Linked DNA regions of Mus musculus: regions 2 and 3 are each linked to region 1. Evidence: chromatin contacts called from public HiChIP or PLAC-seq data. All regions are on one chromosome and are shown on one strand. The core of a region is the stretch at or near the end of the contact, and the rest is flanking DNA. Distances in the headings are between cores, read along the strand shown. Region 1 holds the start of Gtf2a1 (general transcription factor II A, 1). Region 2 overlaps Tshr (thyroid stimulating hormone receptor). Region 3 overlaps Ston2 (stonin 2).

What was found. HiChIP or PLAC-seq counts read pairs in DNA pulled down with a chosen protein or histone mark.
Region 2: an H3K27ac HiChIP or PLAC-seq map of extraembryonic endoderm stem cells shows a contact between it and region 1. The contact joins the enhancer-like site here to the promoter of Gtf2a1 in region 1. A contact is called at or near these places in 1 of 15 datasets of contacts at CTCF or cohesin (the NIH/3T3 cell line), 1 of 484 Hi-C or Micro-C datasets (muscle stem cells), 4 of 115 datasets of contacts at active chromatin or transcription factors (embryonic fibroblasts, embryonic stem cells and extraembryonic endoderm stem cells) and 2 of 9 other capture datasets (adipose tissue and pancreatic islet).
Region 3: an H3K27ac HiChIP or PLAC-seq map of bone marrow-derived dendritic cells shows a contact between it and region 1, with 2.4 times the contacts expected there. The contact joins the enhancer-like site here to the promoter of Gtf2a1 in region 1. A contact is called at or near these places in 2 of 39 promoter capture datasets (embryonic stem cells and liver), 1 of 15 datasets of contacts at CTCF or cohesin (the NIH/3T3 cell line), 6 of 484 Hi-C or Micro-C datasets (LSK cells, forebrain, granulocyte-monocyte progenitors and 3 more), 12 of 115 datasets of contacts at active chromatin or transcription factors (the SCID.adh cell line, bone marrow-derived dendritic cells, bone marrow-derived macrophages and 8 more) and 3 of 9 other capture datasets (adipose tissue, liver and pancreatic islet).

The regions. Positions count from the first base shown.
Region 1 is chr12:91,587,616-91,591,993 of GRCm38.p6, forward strand. Gtf2a1 (general transcription factor II A, 1) reads right to left here and starts at 2,034. Exons shown (of 9, transcript NM_031391.2): 1 at 1,920-2,034. The coding sequence starts at 1,949.
Region 2 is chr12:91,493,837-91,498,214 of GRCm38.p6, forward strand. Tshr (thyroid stimulating hormone receptor) reads left to right here. Exons shown (of 10, transcript NM_011648.5): 3 at 3,888-3,962. Among named protein-coding and RNA genes, the nearest start is that of Gm40541, 41 kb to the right of the region's middle. Within about 2 kb of position 2,330, at least 14 of the 459 cell types and tissues checked have an H3K27ac peak or open chromatin away from gene starts, as enhancers often do. A contact at or near this core is called in extraembryonic endoderm stem cells, where this site is marked.
Region 3 is chr12:91,659,787-91,664,164 of GRCm38.p6, forward strand. All of the region lies in intron 4 of Ston2 (stonin 2), which reads right to left. It also overlaps the pseudogene Gm51993. Among named protein-coding and RNA genes, the nearest start is that of Gm16876, 20 kb to the right of the region's middle. Within about 2 kb of position 1,790, at least 22 of the 459 cell types and tissues checked have an H3K27ac peak or open chromatin away from gene starts, as enhancers often do. A contact at or near this core is called in bone marrow-derived dendritic cells, group 2 innate lymphoid cells and liver, where this site is marked.

The DNA of each region.
Region 1 (4,378 bases), core at 784-3,283:
CTTCACTGCAGCAGGCTTTTGTCTTTATGGCATACAAGGTCATTTAGATCTGTCCTTTTAAAACAGTATTCCAAACTCTGAAACTGGCGAATTAGAGACTGCATGTAGCATTAGCAAGTGATTAATAAAGGTTCCTTTTAGAAGATGCTAATTTTTAGGCACAATATTAGGTCACCTAGGTGGATTTTTATACTAGATACCATGCTAGCCACTGGTAAAATTAAAACCACCACTTAATCTTTAATTCTTAAAGCTCAGTTTAGGCTGTGCCTCTACACACACATCAAGCAATAGATTGTGAGCACAGATCTCACAGGGGAGAGTCAGTCACTATTTCTTTGAAAAGCTTCATGCCTTGGGTATTAAGAACACACCACCAAACTCAAGTCCTCCTCCGGAAACATTTAATGTACAACGCATTTTTTTTTTAAGCCGAGAATGTTGACCGTATCTCCTCCAAGGGGGCGGGTGGGGGGGAGGAAATCATTTTATCTGATCTAAAACGATTTAAAATGAAACTCTTATAAAGGGAAGGGAGAAAGAACAAAACGAGGCTGCAATTCTGGCCTACTTCCCACTACAAACAAAGGCAGTACACTCTAGCGGCCACAGCAAAACACTCGGGTCCGTGACAACAGCCTCCCGGCTCCGGAGCGAAATCTCGGCGTGAAAGGAGCCTAGAAATAAAATGAGCTCCGCACGCCGGCTCCTCTCGCCTCGGGAGCACGCACCTCCCAGCCCCGCGCTCAGCAGCTCTCACTATTTAAAGCCGGATCTGGTGTTTAAATGGAGAGGCGGTGACGTAGGCCTGAAAAGCACCTTCCCATCCTGGCAGAGTCTATATTAGAGAGCGGCAATGGCTCTATATAAACAGGGCAGCCAAAGGGAGGAGGACCACAAGGCGCAGGCACTGAAAAGCAGGGTAAGCGGCCGCAGCCATGATGGATCGACCCGAGTCGCCAACGGTATAGTGTCGGGCAGCCGCAGGCTGCTCTGCGGCGTTTGGGACCGGGCAAAATGAAAAAAAAAAATTTTTTTTAAAAATAAACAAACAAAAAAACAAATATTGTGCTTTATTGTCATAAAAAGAAATCAAGAGATGGGGTGGCCTAGTGATCACATTGCGTTGGTGACTCTTTTAAAAGGTTATTTTTATGTGACTGCTTTTTGCAAACCTACGTGATCGCAAGTAACCAAAAAAAAATTTTTTTTTGCTCCTTTTTAAAAAAGGGAGCAACGGGAAGAAGTAGGCAAATCTCGAGGCGAAAGCGGGGACTCTTGGGCCATTCATGTAGGCTTTGTTTGTTCTGGTGCTTAGGCTAGTCGAAGATACCGCGGGGGTTTTGCTTCCCCTTCGCCATTTTACCCACTGGGGAGGAACCGAGATAAGTGCTTTCCAACCTTCATAATTTTTTTGTCTTTTTTTTTTTCTTTCTTTCTTTCCTTTCGGAGGATTAGTAAAATCGGCCCCAAAGGAGGCTCTCCCAAAGCACCACCTCCGGAGAGCCCCCGAAGGCACGCCCGGCCTCGGCGGTATCCGAGAGGCTTCCCCAGACGCGGGGCTCGACCCGCAGCCGCTCGCTCGGGGACTGGCCGGGTCCGGGTCCCCGCGTGGGGCCATCGCCCGCCCGTCCGCGCCCCGGGGTCGGCAAGCCAGGGCCCCAACGGCCTGCGTGGCCCGCCCCGCGGCGCTCCCGGCCCCCGCCGCCCTCCTCCCGCCAGTCCTCGGCGTCCCCCCCGCCCGGCCAGGCCCGCGGCGGGCAGCGGCGGCGGTGGAGGGCGGAGGGGACCCGGTCGGGAGCGCCGCCTCGCCCGGGCCCGCCCCCGCCCGCCCGCCCGTCCGTCCGTCCGTCCCAGCCAGCCGTTGCCTGCCGCCGGAACCTTCGCAGCCCCCGCCGGCCACCGCACCACGTCCTTACCACGGTGTTTGTGTTTGCCGAGTTCGCCATTTCCACACACAACACAAACAAGAGGGAACGAGATAGAAAGAAAGGAAAAAAAAATTTAAAAAAAAAAAAAAAAAGAAAAAAAAAAAAAAACAACTGAGACCCGGAGGGTGACCCAAGTCACCCGCCAAGAGTGGGGCAAAAAAAAAAAAATCTCTCAACAAAACCGATCCAGAAGGAGTAAGAGGCGGGAGAGCAGGAGGAGGGGGGCACTCCTCCCGCAGCTAAAAACCTCGAGAATCGCCTAAAGAAAAAAGAAAAAATGGGGGAAAAAATTAGCCACGACCCCTTAGGGGGTTAGGGGGCGTCACCCGCTCCCCACTCGGCGCCGAGGAGGGAAACCAACACCGGTCACCGCTCCCCGCGCCACCGCTGCCGCCACCGGCTGCAGCTCCAGCCGTCCGGTCCGCCTGCTTCTCCCCTTTATATAGCGAGCCAACGAGCTGCGCGAGCCGCCGCCGCCGCCGCCGCCGAGAGACAGGGCGGAGGGAGGGAGGGGCGGAAAGGGCGGGGGCAGCGGGGGGCGGGGCCGAGCGCGAGACACCGCGAGAACCGCGTGCGCACGCGCGCCCGGGGCGTCGCCAGGTTTCTTTTCCCCCCCCTCCCCCCCGCCCCGGCTGGGTGGCCGGGTGGGCGGGGCCGCGGGCCTGGAGTAAAGAAGGCGCGCGCCGCGGCCTTTTCCCCACCCCCCTATGGCTCGCGCGATCACGTGGTCCGCACCCTGGCGGAAGCGGTCCGTGGCGGTGGTGGTGGCGACCGGTTGGACCGGGAGGCGTCCTCCGGAGGAGGCTGGGGTATTGAGGGAAGCCAGCGATCAAGGGTACCTAGCGCTGCGTCGGGTGGACGCGCAGCCGCTCCGGTGGAGCGGAGGAGTGGGAGTAGCCGCCGAAGCGATAGGCTTCCCCGGAGGATGGCTGCGGAGGGACGGCGGGTCACGTGGCGCGGCTTCCGGCTCCCGCGCGCTGGGGCTTGGGACAGTTTTTAAATGCGGAGTCATCTTTTGATTCGTGAGCTTAGGTCGGATGAGGAGGAAGTTCGCGCCTCTTGCAAAGGACAGACCTCGTGAAGTTGTGTATAAGTCCAAAGGCTAGGAAAGCTTTGTTCTCCCTCTGTCTACTTTACAGAATTAGGGACGCCTGTAGGTGTTTCCAGCCGTTTGTCTGTACAAAATTAAACTATTAGGTGGTTTGGCTAAAATGCCCCAAAGAGTCAGCCTCTACCAACTCAAAAGTACTTTAGATGACTTCTTAGGGTGGTAGAAATGACGAAAAAAGAAAAGGAACTCGGATACAACTACTACATATTTGACTCCCTGACATACATTACTGCTCTGTTTTTAATGTTACCAGAGTGCTGTGATTTGCACACTGGCCAGCACACAGTGACTAACCACATCTGAAACCCATGCCGTTGACTCATCAACTTGCCTGGCCTGTCCCAAGAGATCAGGCAGAGTCTGTTGGTATCTTGGAGTGCAATTCATCGGGAGTTTGACCTGGGACGTGCAAGCAAATTCTGCCTTTGTATCAATATTTTACGGAACAGATTCCTGTTTGGTAGGCAGAATTTAACAACTGCCACTTTCCCTGGTCCTAGGAATATGGGGACAAAATGTAATGTGGACGTGGGCATTTTATGTTCAAAAAGCAATCAGACAATGTCATTCTATGCCAGTGAAGCCAGATAAGTGAAATATCAAAGACTAGAAGAGCATGGAAAGACTACAGATTGTTTCCTATGACCTCAGGGAAGGGGATTAGCGAAGACTGGGACCATGCATACTAAGAAGCTGGACATAAACCTTCTCTTGAGAGAATTTTTTTTTCACCTCAGGGTTTCTCTGGCTTTCCTGTAACTCAGAGAACTGCCTGCCTCTACTTTCCCAGTGCTGGGATCAAAGGCATGCCACCACACTTGACTCTAGGATTTCTTCAACATTAGCTCCATTCTCTCCTTTAATTTCTTTTTTTTTTTTTTTCTTTTTCTCTTTTTTTGTTTGTTTGAGACAGGGTCTACAAGTTCCAGGACTACACAGAATCCTTGTAGTCCTAGCTGGCCTTGAACTCACAGAGATCCACCTTCCTCTGCTCTTTGAGTGCTGGCATTAAAGGCAAGTGCCACAGTACATTTGGCCACTAAATAGTGGCTCAACAGTTCCCTGCAAGGTGTGTCTGGTCTGGAGCACTAGAAAATAATTCACAGGACATAAGTATTTGAAATTGTGATCCAATCAACACTTTGAACATTTTGGGTTTTTTTTAAATATTAAGGTTACCGTTATCATGAAAAACCGGGAGGCCCATTCCCAGTGAGTCTCACTCTGATTTTTTAAGACTCCATGCAAGCCGGCCGTGGTGGCACACGCCTTTAATCCCAGCACTTGGGAGGCAGAGGCAGGCGGAATTCTGAGTTCGAAGCCAGCCTCGTTCTAC
Region 2 (4,378 bases), core at 1,080-3,579, 93 kb before region 1:
ACAGATGAAAAGAGGCATTTCCCCATTATTCTATAACAGCCACTGCCTGTGCATGGGTTTGTATGGATTAGTGATTGGCTCTGAGTCACCAACGAGGTGTTGGTGTCCCATTAAGGAAAGAAATGAAAATGTGTCCTCCTTAGAACCATTTCACTAAGAGCAAGTCCAGACATCAACTCTCTAGTTCATGTTCCCTGTGTCTTCCAGCCTCTGTGTGTCTGTTGTTTGAATCTGCATCTGTGACTGCTTAGAGGCTATCTTGTGAGTCTGTCTGTCTGCCTGTCTGTCTCTGTCTCTCCCCTCCTCCTTGTGTGTGTTTGTGTGTGTGTGTGTTCTCTGTTGTGTGGCTGTGTGTATCTGTCTGTGGCCGTATGTATCTCTCCTCCCACAAAGAGCTTTGCTTTGCTCTGCATTTATTAGAGAGCTTAGAAGTCATCACACAAGGAAGACATGGGACACTTTACAAAAATCTTTACCAGAGTTTGGCAAGGATCGAATCACCAACCAACGCTAGCTAATCCCAGCAGACCCAGACAACAAACAGTTCTACAAAAATAATTGTTTATCAACCAATATGCATAAATGGATGCTTTTAACTTTCATAGTAGGTTTTAGGAAGTTGCTTTCTACTTCTGTGCTTGATACTTTCAGCAAATGATGCACATGTGTTATCCTGGGTGGAGGCATAATTTAAGTTATAACAAGCCTGGAGGCTAGTGAAACCAGAACTTTGGTTCAGTGAGGTGGGCAGAATGAATGAACGTCATCTCTGAGATTCAGTAGGGAGCGTGGGACAAAGGCTGTGAGAGGAACATAGGGAAGTAAGTTGTCAGCCTTTGGCATGACTCTTGCTCCACTTTCATCCATGACAAATTCTGTAAGGTCCTCAAACAATAAGCCGATCCTATAAAATGTGTTCTGAGATTGTGTTTGGATCAAGACAATTTACATATTGTTGCTTAGTCACAAAGGACAAATGGCTGGGAAACCTGAGAAACCAAAGGCTGTTTGTTTATAGAATAAATACTTCCAAACAGACAGCACAGGGGCACGAGAATAGTCACACACAACCGTGCCAAAAAGGATACCCAGAATCTAACAATTATGGCTCCTCTTATGAAGAATATCATTCAGATATAATCGCCAGGGAAGCTTTTGAAAAATATAAGTACTTGGCCCTCATAACCGTGAATCAGTGATCCTAGGATGGGTCTTGAACATGTATGTGTCCAGGTTGTTCAATTCTATGTTCAGGGCTCATTTATTTTCCCAGATAGCATAGTCGTGCCTCGCAGGAGGCGGGTCATTGAATCTGTGTGTATTGTTCTCATTATAAGAAAGACTCTGATAAAACCATCTGAAAGAAGATCAGTTACATACAGATTCACAACTGCTCCTGTAAAGAGGCGTCTCTGTTCTTCCCTCTTTCAGTACCTAAAACTTTTATTTGCATGATATTTTGCTTAATGATTTCAAGACAAATCCTGACTTTTCTGTTTCATTCAAAATCAAGAAGGCGGGTCTTAAGAGAGAACTGGGTCTGCATGGTTTAAATGTACTAGTGATTAACTCTGGGTTACCAATAATGCATTGTGTCACATTAAAGAAAGAAACAAAAGCATGCCCCCTTGAAGCCATGTAACTAAGACTCTAAATTTGAAGTGTCTACTTTGTTCTCCTGTGGTTTCTGTCCTCTGTCTGTTGTATGAGTCTTAATCTGTGATCTGTGTCTCCCTGAGGACTGTCTGCATTATCTGGTGAATCTGTCTCTGTCCCTGTTCCTGCCCCTGTCCCTCCTGTCCCTCCTGTTCCCTGTTCCTGGCCCCCACCGCCCCACCCCTGTCTACCCTGCCCTCTGTCCCCTGTCTTGTCCCTGTGCCAGTCCTCATGTCCCCTTCCCCCGATCCCACCTGCCCCTTTCCCTATTCCTGCTCCCCTGTCCCTGTGCACCCCCCCCCCGCTTTCTCTCCTCTGTGTGTGTGTGTGTGTGTGTGTGTGTGTGTGTGTGTATCTCAATTGTGTGTCTGTTCCTCACAAAAGGCTTCACCCTGTCTTTATTAAAAGCACAGAAAGCATCACATGAGAAGGAAAGGGAGACTTTACAAAAATCTCTAACAGAGTTTTACAGGAATTATGTCCGTGGCTGCAACAGATCCCAACAGACCCAGATAACAAGCGTTGCTTATCAAACAATACTTATAAACAGACGCTTTCAACCTTTATGGTAGATTTTAGAAAACGGCCTTTAACTTCTGTATTTGCTGCTCTCCACAAATGATACGCATGCGTTGTTAAGGGACGGGGGCAGGGAAGACTACATAATTGAAGGTTGCAGCTAAGCATTAGCGTAGGTTGTGAAAGCTGATTACATGGGAATTCCAAGGCAAGTGAGGTTGGCTGTTACATTGTCCTCTTAAAAGCAGGTAAAACAAACAGGCTGAGTGCACAGAAGGCTAGCAGTCTTAAGTGACTTTGTGAAGTCCTGCAAAAGGCCCAGTGTCTCAGAATGTAACAGATAGTTTCAGAATATTTCATCATCACGACAGCCAACACCCTCTGGAATGCCCTGCTACAGAAACGTGATTTTTCTCTTCAACACTTTGGAAATTACATCTTATTCCCATGCTTCCTGCCCTCCTTTAAAAATGCTTCTTATTCACGCTAATGTTCTTTTCTGATGCATTCTGGCTTTGCTATTTTGAGTAATACATCTATTCATCTATTCATTTGTATATTCGCTGAGCATGGATTTCCTGAGTCGGCTTAATGCAAAAAACTGTACAAGCCATGCATAATTCAATGGTCCAAAGCAGAAACAACACTCCACAACAGACGACTTATGGTCTAATGACATGGTGTAAATCAAATGCAAACCAATTAGTTAGAAAGGTGCACCATGATTATCCATAAAAGGAACACTCGTGGTGCTTTGAAGTTGTACTGTGGGAATTTTAACCTTTTCAGGAAGCTGTAGAGGAATAAAACAAAGTATTGGGGAATTTTAGGCATACTGGGATCCTAAAAAAATTATATAGTTAGGTGGTTTGTGTATGGCCTATTATTTGAAAAGGCCCCAATAAAGAAGCTATACAAAAAGCAGTCTGTTTTAAAGCCATGAGTGGTGGCACACATATAAATCCCAGAACTCTGGAAATGGAAATAGATGGATATTTGGAGATAGCTGGCCAGGCAGCCTAGTCTACTTAGTTATCCCAGGCTAATGATAGACTTTTTCTGTAAAATCAATGTGAATGGCATCTGAGTTATGACAGTCAAGGTTTCTTCTAACCTACACACACTACACACACATACACCACACACTCACCTGCATACACATGAGCATAGACATGCATGTACATAAGAAGTAGTATGCTTTTATCCCAGATACTTACACACCAATGCTAACTGTAGCACTTTGCACACCACTGAAATTATGAAGCCAATCTAGGTGTCCATCAACAGGAATGGATAAGAAAATATGGTTTATAGACACAGTGGAATTTTATTTTAGCCATAAAAAAAATGTAATGTTAACGCAACTGCAGATCATTGTACTAACTGACTTAAGGCAACCTCAGAGAGACATATACTGTAAGTATTCTCTCACATGTGAGTTCTAGCCTTTATGGATCTATAAAGTCAAGTCATATGAACACAGATTGCCTGAGAATAGAAGCAATGCTGTTGAGGTGAACAGAGAGGAATGATGGGAAATGGGTGGACCAGGAGAAGAGGGAACAAGGGAATGTGGGTGGGGGGCTGGGAGGGGGAGATGCTTAAAGCACATTACATCATGGCATTATCATAAACCAATATGGTGAAATAAAAGGGAGCTTTGGGAGTTCATTGCTAACTTTCTACTTTGTCTTATCTTTTATAATGTTCAGCTATTTATCTATAGATGCAACTCTGCAGCGGCTGGAACCACATTCTTTCTACAATTTGAGTAAAATGACTCACATGTAAGTATAAGAAAAAGTACAAAATAGACCCAAATGACAGCCTCCATTTAAAATATTTTTTACATTACTTTTCTGTGGTGTGGGATGTGCCACAATATGTATGTGTAGGTCAGAAGACAACGTGTGGAAGTCTATTCTTTCTTTTCACCCCGTGGGCTTGGGGACTGAACTTGGGTCAACAGATGCCCTCAGAGTCTGAGCCATCACACCAGACCCATAAAGACATTTTTTAAGGATTTGTCAGGGTTAGACTCAAAGTAAAAGAACTATTAAAAGGAATGTTTGGAAACAAAAAGATTGCCCCCACCCCAATTTGGCCATACATTCTGTACAGAAAAAAATTAACGGCAGCAGAGGAGGTAAATGTGAAGGTAGATATAAAGAAATTTGGACTATATAAAACAAAAACTGTAGGA
Region 3 (4,378 bases), core at 540-3,039, 72 kb after region 1:
AATGATGTGACATTCACAAAGAACCAATAAAAAGGGGTTTTGTTTTTTTTTTGTTTGTTTTTAAAAAAAACCAAAAACCAAAAAACAGGGCTCAGCAGTATATGCCTAAAGTCTCAGCATTGGAGACGCAGAGACAGGGAGATCCCTGGCTCTCAGGGACCGGTCAGTCTAGTCAAATCAGTGAACTTCAAAGTTGATGTGTGACCTTATCTAAAAAAAGTTAGGGAAATGGGAGCTGGACAGATGGCTCAGCGGTTAGGAGTGCTTATTATTCTTATTGAGAACCCAGGATCAGTTCCCAGCATTCATATGCCTGTAAGGCCAGTTTTGGAGGAGGAAGCAAGGAAAAGAAGGGAGACGGAGACAGGGACAGAGAAAGAGTATCTAGCCTGTAGCCGGTAAATGTTATTGTAACAGGAAATGTGTCCAATTACTTCAGAATTCTTGTGTAGGGGTGGGGTGGGGGTGTACCTTACAATTCTTATTTGTTTGTTTGGTTTGGTTTGGTTTTTCAAGACAGGGTTTCTCTGTGTAGCCCTGGCTGTCCTGGAACTCACTCTGTAGACCAGGCTGGCCTCAAACTCAGAAATCCTCCTGCCTCTGCCTCCCAAGTGCTGGGATTAAAGGCGTGCACCAGCACTTCCCAGCTCACAATTCTTAAAGAAGGAAGAAGAAATGGAGGAAATAGGAAAAAAAGCTCCTTTTAAATTATATTATTATTAATCAAACAGAAGAAAAGGAGAGGAGAATGGAAGGAAGAGAAAGATCCCACGGGTCCAAATCGTGCTATAATTATTAAAAATAAAAATCTCAAAAATGGCGCGCATTCTGGAGAGCACAAGAGTCTGTCCTTCAGATGAGCAGACACTGACACCCACGAAGCCACTGTTAACAAAAAAGGACAAGAACTTATGGCATCGTGAAGCCTTAAAGTCACAAACATACTTTGGACAAGACAGCGCACTTAGCTGTCCATTATCCTCGAGGTACCAGAAGACTGCAACGTGTAAGGGTAAATGGTCCAGATGGGAAGTCTCTAAGCCAGTGAAGTACGAGCGGGGAAGGGCACTGCACCATTCACTGTCCTGCGGTGGGAAAGCTTTTAAAACTTTCACTTTTGTTTCCCGTAAAAAAAAAAAAAAAAAAAAAAAAAAAGCTCTTTCTTAATGTTATAAAGCACTAACTAAATCATCTACTAAGTTTGCCATTTATAGACAAACTATAGTCTGTTTGTCGATAAGTATATAGGTACCTTAGAGGCTCATAGTTAAACTTTTGTTGTGTGTTTTATTTTAGTGGGGAGGCTGCAAGAGGGAAGGGAGGATATGAGGATATGAGAGCACAGGGAGATGAGCGGGATGGGGGTGCATAATGTGAATTCACAAAGAATCAATAAAAAGTTAAAACAAACAAACCACCACCAACAACAGAACTAAGACGTTTCTCAACCATACCTGGTACACTGAAGCTGGACTTTGGCTACTTGTGGGTTTTTTTCTTCCATCCTCCTCCCCTTTTTCCCACCCCTTCAACCCCACAACACTAGATAGCAGAGGGAAAGGAGAGGGGGCAAAATTATTGGTATACTACTTCTTGCTAATCAGGGGCATTGATTGCTAATCCTTGGGGCCAGTTTGATCTTCGCTGTAAAGATATCTAATTTCTGCTTTTTCTTGTTTCTTTTTCACATGTGACTACTTAACAAACCTCGACCAAAAGCAGCCAACCAACAACCCACCACATCTTTCGGTGCCCTAGCGTTAATATACCCCCTGAAAAGTCCCCAGAGTTCCAAATGGTACACAGTCACATAAACTATATGCCACTGGCAAAAATCACCCTCCTGCATGAGGTGACTCATAGACAGCTGCTGTGGACAATCTGAAGCAGCCCCACATCCCACACCTGGGATTAAAATGAAAGCGCATTTCTATTTCTGTGTTTTTATTTTTTTAAGAAACCAAAGTTGTCACTACAGACACCAAAAAGGGACAGGGATTCTTTCTATCTCTATCCGTGCTATGGGGTCCATCTGACTATGAGTACGGTCCTGTGACTTGCTCTCATTAAGAATTGAAACTATGGCCGGGCAGTGGTGGCGCATGCCTTTAATCCCAGCACTTGGGAGGCAGAGGCAGGTGGATTTCTGAGTTCGAGGCCAGCCTGGTCTACAAACTGAGTTCCAGGACAGCCAGGGCTACACAGAGAAACCCTGTCTCGAAAAACCAAAAACAAACAAAAAAAGAATTGAAACTATGCAGTGCAAACAGAAATTTGATAAATGTTTGTACATTTTGGGGGGGGGGTTGCCTCTCAAGTGCTGGGATTAAAGGCATGCATTTTGGGGTACATTTAATGCGTTTTGGGCTCCATGAGCAAGTCCCCAAGGGGACCAGCCGAACCTCTCCCACAATGGGATGCTCAAGCCCCGTCTAGAATGCTGATTCACAGCAGTGTGAGGTAAACAAATGATAGCCTTGGGGTCACTAGATTTCGAGGTATTCCGTGACAAAGCGTAAATTGACATTCCCGAAAGCCTGAGTGTCCAGCTTTTCTGCCTATTCTCCACATTACTATGTCCTTAGAACAAATTACTTTGTGCTTAGTTGAGTTGGCTTCTGCTCCTTGTCATGCAAGCTCCTCAGCAGCAGAGTCACACAGATAGCTGAGAAGACGCTTACGGGGCCTATGGGTAGATAGGCATTCTCGTTAGAAGCCTCCAGACTTGTCTGGCTACCGGGCAAAACCACTTCAAGCTTCACTACTCTTCTTCACTGATGCTCACACTTTCCACAAGGCAATAGAACGGCTCTATTATTATTTGAGCAATACAAAAGACACATCTGAAACCCTTAGTTTGAAAGTAATGAGTTTTGTTATTGTACCAGAGATTCTTTCTGGGAAAAGAAGTCAATACCTTTGGCCTGGGTGAACCTAAGCTGAAATGTGTGTGTGTGTGTGTGTGTGTGTGTGTGTGTGTGTGTGTGTGTGATATGAAAATACCATATATATGGTAAACATTATGCAAGTATTTGGTATTATCCTCTTTTTTTCTTTAACTCTGTGAACTTTTGGGGAAAGATCTTGGTGAGAGATCTTTTAGATTAGCGATTTAGCCTTGTAGGGCCTTAAGTAAAGCCATAGAGCAGAAGGGTTTGTGCTCAGTCTCAGCTCTGCTAAGAGCTTCCAGTATGCTCACCATAGCACGGAACAGTTACTGTCTCTGGTCCAGTCCATGCGGTTATTTGGAAGTAAATATGAAAGAACGTGCACAGACTTGCTTTCCTTCATTCACAGGGATCAAGCACTGTAGTTTCAGGTTACAAACAAGTTTCCCCTCTTTATTTTGTTCAAATGAGTCAGACCCAGATGGGCAATTATAGTGTCTTAACAGAAAAGCAGAAAATTTAGAAAGCAGACTTATCTGTGGAAAAAAAAAAGAGAGAGAGATAAGATAGTTATTTGAAAGTATTCTTGAATTAAACTTGTCTACAGCTATGGATCTGTGATAATAGGCTGTGTTATGTAACAAATCAAAGGCATTATGGCCCTTTGGAGTTTCTTAGAAATGATGAATATTCTGGAAGGAAGTGATGACAGAGGAGAGCAGGAAGTGTAAGGGCACACCCACGGAATTTATGCACCCCGAAACAACAGGTGCCATGTAACTTACCGTGCCGTCCTTAATGGTTTGGATGTACGCACTCCACCCACGTGCAATGTTGGAATCTAAGACCCAGTGTGACAGCTTTATGAGGCCTTATCTTTAAGACCTAAGTCAGTCACAAGAGCTTTGCTCTCAGGTACAACACAGAGCTCTTACAGAAGGGTTTTGGGAAACTACTAGGCCCTTTTGCCCTCTGCTTGTTCTTTCTTGTCAGCCCCCAAAGAGCTCAGGGTGCTACGCTGGAGGTAGAGACTAGCATCCCCACAGATGCAGAACCTGTTGGCACCTTCATTTTGGACTTCGTGGCTCCAGAACTGTCCAACTGTTAATATTTCTTCTTCCTCCTCCGCTCCCTCCCCTCTGGAGTTACTCCCACCTTCCTGTCCCAAGCCCAATAAGGCGTTTCCAGGACCCTGCTCTTCCTGCCCACCGTCCCTTCCTGAATGCAGCTTCTGTCACACTGTTCTGAGATGACTACTAGGGTTAGGGGATCCTCCTGGTACTGCACCAGGCCTTGGCCTGAGCATTCCAAAGCCTACAGTCTCTTTGGCAGAAGGCTGGCCCCGGGGTAACAGGTACATGGCTGTCTATGTAGTTCATGAGGATAAATTTGAGATCATCTTCATTAAATGCTTGGTTCTCATTCAATTGTAAGCAGCTCAGATGTTACAGGCAATGACCTCGGTTACCCAGGCATCTATCTGTGTCCCT